Linked DNA regions of Mus musculus: region 1 is linked to region 2. A link is a contact called in public HiChIP or PLAC-seq data. All regions are on one chromosome and are shown on one strand. The core of a region is the stretch at or near the end of the contact, and the rest is flanking DNA. Distances in the headings are between cores, read along the strand shown. Region 1 overlaps Aopep (aminopeptidase O). Region 2 overlaps Aopep (aminopeptidase O).

Region 1 (3,287 bases), core at 587-3,086, 100 kb before region 2:
AACTCCTATTTCTAAGTTATTTTGAGTTTTCAGTCACATGTACCCAAACCAAATCTTACCATTACATTGTGAAACAGCTTGAAGAACAGGCCATGGAGATTTTTCTCCGTGTGTTTTTAAACCCATTATTTAATAAACAAGCCAAGAACTTACTTGGTTGAATGGGCTAGCATTTGTGAGCACAATGCTTTGCTCCCAGAATCTGGAGACTGTGGGAGAACATAAAGAAGTTCAAAATGGAACTACCCACAACAGCTTAAAGACTTAGTTTGTCATAGTGGCTTATACCTGTGACCCCAGCACTGAAGGCAGGGCAAAGAGGGTTGGGGAGGGGGTGCTGAGTCAGGAAGATCATGAATTTGAGGTAAGCCTGGACTACATAGCAAGTTTCAGGCTAGCTTCAGCTACAGAATGAGAGTTTGTTTTAAAAATAAAACAAAACTCCCAAAGAAATAGGGGTAGCAATATATTTTAGCTGATAAAGGTGCTAGCCATCAGAATCAAGGCTGACAACCTTATAAGTTCTTATAGGACCCCCACATAGTGGAAGGAGAGGACTGACTCCTACAGCTGTCCTCTGAACTCCACATGCATGCTATAGTGCATATATATGAACTTACACAAGTTTTAAAAGCAATAAATTATCCAATGAGAAAAAAAATACAAGTACAACCCTCCCTCCATCCTCAACACACTTATCTGTGAGAATCCAATTCTGGGAGCAAGGTGCTGTGCTCACAAATAATACAAACAACAGAGAGTTATGTGCTGTGATTTCAATGAAGAGGAAAGAAAAGGTACCTGAGGCAGGTGGAGGGAGGGGCTGGCCCTTGGTGAATCTTATGGGAGGGACTGAACCTGGAAAGATCATGGACTTGGCAGAATGGAGGCCAGCAATGAGAAACCGCTGTTCAGTATTGAGCATGTAGGATATGTTCAAGGGGCCTGGGAGATGTCAGCCAAATATGCAGACTCTGGAAAGAAGCTTTTCTCACAGTACACAGTCCCTGTAAGGATGGCTCACCTCACAGTCATGCCACAAAGAGAAGTCTTTGCTCTAGCTCCTCCCTGCTATGCACACAAATGCCTGATGGTAAGATTCCTCTCCCTTCATTCTCAGGTTTCCCCTAGGCTTTCTTCAGGAGTCCTGAACAGAGAGCCCAGTGGTGACTGACATAAATGGACCTCCTGCTAAGCAGCAGGGACAGTATCACAAGTTCTGTTGGGGTATTTGGTGGTGGTGTGTGCTCTGCCTCCTGTATTATGAAAGTGTCACACTGTTAGGAGCTTGCCCACCCACAGGGAACCCTCTAAGGATAATTAGCACCTTTCCTAGAAAGGTCCTTTTCAGCTATTTCCCATAAAATAAATCTCATAAAAGAAAGAGGGGAGGGGGAGGGAAGGGAAGGGAAGGGGGAGGGGGGAGGGAAGGGGAGGGGAGGGTGAGGGGAAAGGGAAGGGGAGGGGAGGAGAGGGAGGGGAGGGGAGGGGACGGAGGGGAGGGGAGGGGAGGGAGCCAGCCTGCTGAGTCTAGGGGAGCCTTGGCCACCCATGTTTGGGGTACTTGAGAAGTGCAGGACTGATGGAACCAGATCCCGGGCTTCTTCATCGGCTGATAAGGGCTGTGGAGTGGAGGCTATTTGTCCAGGACAAGGAGCACATGGGAAGATAACAGTATCATTGTCTGTCTTTATCTTCTCTGCCCATCACCATTGCTCCATATACCCCAAGTGGTATTAATGTGCCCATTAGTCAGCAGCCATCTGCAGCTGCAGTCCCTCCTAAGGCTTGATGAGCTTTATGTCTGTCTGGTGACAGCAGCTGCAACTCTCCTCAAGCCACATCCTTCCCCTTGGTCATGAGGTCTCTTGCTGGCCACAAACACTTTGGCCAGAAGCCTCCCTAGTCAGCTTCGACCAGAAACTGCTACCACATACAGGGTTTTAGTTCACTAGCCTCTCTGAAGTGGATCCAGCTGGCCAAAGCAGGACCCAGGTGGTCAAGTCCAGAGAGTGTCACAGCATTTGGGCACAAGCTAAGAGGAACCGCCAAAGGGGTCATGTTGGAACATAGGATTCACAGATGCACACACTGACTCCTAAGCCACCCACTCATCTAGCACAACATGAGCTCAGCAACTAGCTGTGATTTTGAAGAATAATTGCTGACAAATGAAGCAAAAGCTGTCTCACTCTCTGAGAGTACTATCTATGTGGCATCCATAACCTACACATACCAACCTGAAATCTATTCAGCTCTGCTCCTTCCTGCTTCAGCCATGCAGCTGTTTATCCTCTTTACCTTGCTCTAATCCACCCTGTTCCCATCTCTGATCTCATTACTTCAGTGACACTGCTAGTCTGCTCTCCAGCCAGGGCCCAGTTCTCTCTTGAAAAGTCATGCCATAGCCCAGCCCCTCACTACTTAAGTCCACTCATTGGCCTGCTCAGAAGCTCAGACTTCTAGAAGGCCCTGCCTTACCTAATCCCTCATTTTATCTCAATCCTCCTCTCACTCTGTAGCCCAAGATATTCTAGAACTCATTCTGTGGTCTAGGCTAGCCCTGAGTACATGACAGTCATCCTGATCCAGCCTCCAAGTGCTGCCAACACATTCTACCCAGCCCCCAAAGTTCAAAACCGCTTCCAGACACACTCCGCCCTTCACATAGATTTCTTTCCACACTCCTGATCTTGTTGATGCCCCATTACCTTTAGACCTCAGCTTAGTGGTCTTATGGATCTAACCTACAATTTTGCTGGAAGCCTCTCGTTTAGCTCTAAACTTGTGTAATTATTTACCAGTCTGTAGTACTATATTTTTGAGAGTATGATCAAGAACATATTAATCCATCATGAATCCACAGAATTCAGACACATAATAAACCCTAATTACTTGTGCTAATTATACACGGAGAACTTAGGTACACTATTGCCCATTAGCTGCAGATGAGTGCACAAAAGCATGGAGTGTAGACTTGCCTTGCTTCAAGAACCACCAGATAGCACAAGAGGGATTCCACTGTGGCTGCCAGATCCTACAACGCTTAGAGTTTGTGATATTAGCAGGCTTCCCTGGGTTGCATCCACCAGAGACACATGAAAGACAGTGAGTCTCGACATTCAGTTGACTTGTTGGAGTAAATACAGCTGTGATAGTCTAGAGAAGGGCATGTCTCTAACTCAACTGCCAACCAGGGTCTTCCTGGTAAAAAGCTGAGGGAAATAAGGGGCAGCTGCTTGCATATGAGGTCAAGCTGAAGGTCCTGGTCAGGTGAGTTCTGGATT
Region 2 (3,194 bases), core at 32-2,531:
TGAGAGAGACACAAGACAAGAGAAAAAGGTCAAGTAACTTAAGGACAGACATTAGAATAATACCTGACTTCTCAGTGGAGACTCTAAAAGCCAGAAGGCTCTGGACAGATGTTCTACAGACTCTAAGAGACCATGGATGTTACCCAAACCACTACACCACTCAGCAACACAGTCAATCACAATGGATGAAGAAAACAAGAGATTCCATGACCAAACTAAATTTAAGGAATGCTTATTTACAAATCTAGCTCTACAGAAGACACTAGGAGGAAAACTCCAACCTAAAAAGGTTAACCAGCCCAAGAAAACACAGGGAATAAATAATCCCAGACTAACAAATCAACATAGGTAAATTAATCTTAATGACCTAAGTTTAACTCCAAGAATCTTGTAAAAAGTTGGATGCAATAGGCACATTTGTAATCCCAGAATTTCTGAAATGAGATAAGGAGTGGAAACAAATAAACAAATCATCCTGAAGCTCAAGGATCATATAAACTGGAAATATACTGTAAAATACAGATATACCCTGCCTTAACAAGGTGAAAAGCGAAAACTCACTCCTGGAACTTGTCCTCTCATCTCCACACATGGGATGTGTTATGTACACACACACACACACACACACACACACACACACACTACCATCCCCACCACCATCCCCACCACAGTGACAACAACAAAATAACAGGAATCAACAAATACTGCTCATTGATATCTGTCATTATCAATGGTCTCAATTTCCCCATAAAAATACACAATATAACAGAATGGACACAATAACAAGATTCATCCTTCTGCTCCATCCAAAAAAACACACTTTAACATCAAGAATAGTAATCACTTCAGGGTGAAAGCATAGAAAAATATAGTCTTTTCTTTTTAATATATTTTTATTAGATATTTTCTTTATTTACATTTCAAATGTTATCCCCTTCCCTAGTTTCCCCTCCCCAAACCCCCTATTCCTTTCCCCCTCTCCCTGTTCCCCAACCCACCCAGTCCTGCTTCCTGGTCCTGGCATTCCCCTATACTGGGTCATAGAATCTTCACACGACCAAGGGCTTCTCCTCCTATTGAAGATCGACTAGGCTATCCTCTGCTACATAAGCAGCTGGAGCCATGAGGCCCATGTGTTTTCTTTGGTTGGTGGTTTAGTCCCAGGGAGCTCTGGAGATATTGGTTAGTTCATATTGTTGTTCCTCCTATGGGGCTGCAAACTCCTTCGGCTCCTTGGGTACTTCCTCTTCAGCTCCTTGGGTACTTCCTCTAGCTCTTTCATTGGGAACCCTATGTTCCATCCAATGGATGGCTGTAAGCATCCACTTCTGTATTTGTCAGGCACTGGCAGAGCCTCTCAAGAGACAGCTATATCAGGCTCCTGTCAGCAAGCTCTAAGCAAATGATTATGAGAAGCAAGCTGGTGTACCCATTTTAATATCTGACAAAATAGACCTCAAACCAAAACTAAGCTGAAGAGACAAAGAAGGGCACTACATACTTAAAGAAAAATATTCCACCAAGAGAACATTGCAATGTTTATTTTTTGTTTTTTATTTTTTTAAACATAGGGTCTCTCTTTGTAACCCTAGGTGTCCTGGAACTCAAAATGTAGACCAGGCTGTCCTCAAACATAAGAGATACACCTGCCTCTGCCTCCCAGGTGCTGGGATTAAAGGCACGGGCCACTTCCCAGCTCAGCATTGCAATCCTTAACAAATGTGCACTAAACAAAAGGGCACAATGTTCTTAAACAAAACACTATGACAGTTTAAATCACACATTGGCCCTCACACACTGATAGTGGGATACTTCAAAACCACACTCTTACAAAAGACAAATTATCTAGACTAGAGAAATGCTAGAGCTAACTGATGTCATAAACTAATGGGAATTAACAGATATTTATAGAACATTTTACCCAACCATAAAAGAATAGACCTTCTCCTCTGTACCTCACAGAACTTTCTCCAAAATTGACCACAGACACAAACACAAAGTCTCAACAGATACAAGAAAACTGAAATAAAACCCTTCATCTTATCTGATCATCACAAATCAAAGCTGGTTGTTAACAGAAACAACAGAAAGATTACAAACTCATGAAAACTGAACAATTCACTATGGAATGAAAGATTGGAGAATACAGAAATTGAGAAAGAAACTAGACTTTCTAGAATTGAATGAAAATATACATAACACACTAAACTTACAGGACACAATGAAAGCGCAGTTTTAAGAGACAAGTTCATAGGTCTAAGTAACTACATTAAAAAAAAACCCAAATCATGGAGAAATCTCATACTATCAAAATAGCACACCTGCAAGCTCTAGAACAAAAAGAAGAAATCACAGTAACAAAGGAGGTGATTATAAGAAATAACCAAACTCAGGGCTGAAATCAATAACATAGAAACAAAACAACACACACACATACACAGTGAAACAGAGAAATTAACTAAAAACCAAATGAACAAAATTAGAAATGAAAGGGGGGAACATAACAGACACTGAAGAAATTCAGAGAATAATAGTTTAAAAACCCATGCTCCACCAAATTGAAAAATCTAAATATATATATATATTTTTTTTTCTCAATAGGTACCACTTACCAAAGTTAAAGCAAGATCAGATAAGCAATTTAAACAGACCTATAACCCCTAGTGAAATAGAAGCAGTCATTAAAAGACCCCCCAAACAACAAAATTCCAGGGCCAGATGGTTTTAGTACAGAATTCTACCAGAATTTCAAATACAGGTTAATACTAGTACTCCTCAAATTATTCTACAAAATTGAAACAGAAGAAATATTGCCCAGTTCATTTTATGAGGCCACAGTTACCCTATCACCCAAACTATATAAAGTTACCCAACAAAGAAAGAGAATTATAGATGATTTTTATGAATGTAGATGCAAAATTCTCAATAAAATACTTGCAAACAGAATTCAAGGACATATCTTCTCAGAAATGTAGGGATGGTTCAACATAAGCAACTCAATAAATGAAATCCACCATATAAACAAACAAAAGGCAAGAACCAAGTGATCATCTCATTAGATGCAGAAAAGGCCTTTGACAAAATCCAACCTTCCTTCATGATGAAATTCTTAGAGAGATTAGGGACACAACGGACATGCCCTCGACATGATAAAGGCAGTTTACAGCAAGCCCAAAGCCAACATCGACTTAAAT

Evidence for each region. HiChIP or PLAC-seq counts read pairs in DNA pulled down with a chosen protein or histone mark.
Region 1: a contact with region 2 is called in an H3K4me3 HiChIP or PLAC-seq map of bone marrow-derived macrophages, with 2.7 times the contacts expected there. The contact joins two enhancer-like sites. A contact is called at or near these places in 1 of 115 datasets of contacts at active chromatin or transcription factors (bone marrow-derived macrophages) and 3 of 9 other capture datasets (adipose tissue, liver and pancreatic islet).

What each region holds. Positions count from the first base shown.
Region 1 is chr13:63,107,385-63,110,671 of GRCm38.p6, reverse strand. The region is part of intron 5 of Aopep (aminopeptidase O); the gene reads right to left. Among named protein-coding and RNA genes, the nearest start is that of Gm46422, 14 kb to the right of the region's middle. Within about 2 kb of position 1,836, at least 109 of the 459 cell types and tissues checked have an H3K27ac peak or open chromatin away from gene starts, as enhancers often do. A contact at or near this core is called in bone marrow-derived macrophages, where this site is marked.
Region 2 is chr13:63,005,723-63,008,916 of GRCm38.p6, reverse strand. All of the region lies in intron 1 of Aopep (aminopeptidase O), which reads right to left. Among named protein-coding and RNA genes, the nearest start is that of Aopep, 42 kb to the right of the region's middle. Within about 2 kb of position 1,281, at least 5 of the 459 cell types and tissues checked have an H3K27ac peak or open chromatin away from gene starts, as enhancers often do. A contact at or near this core is called in bone marrow-derived macrophages, where this site is marked.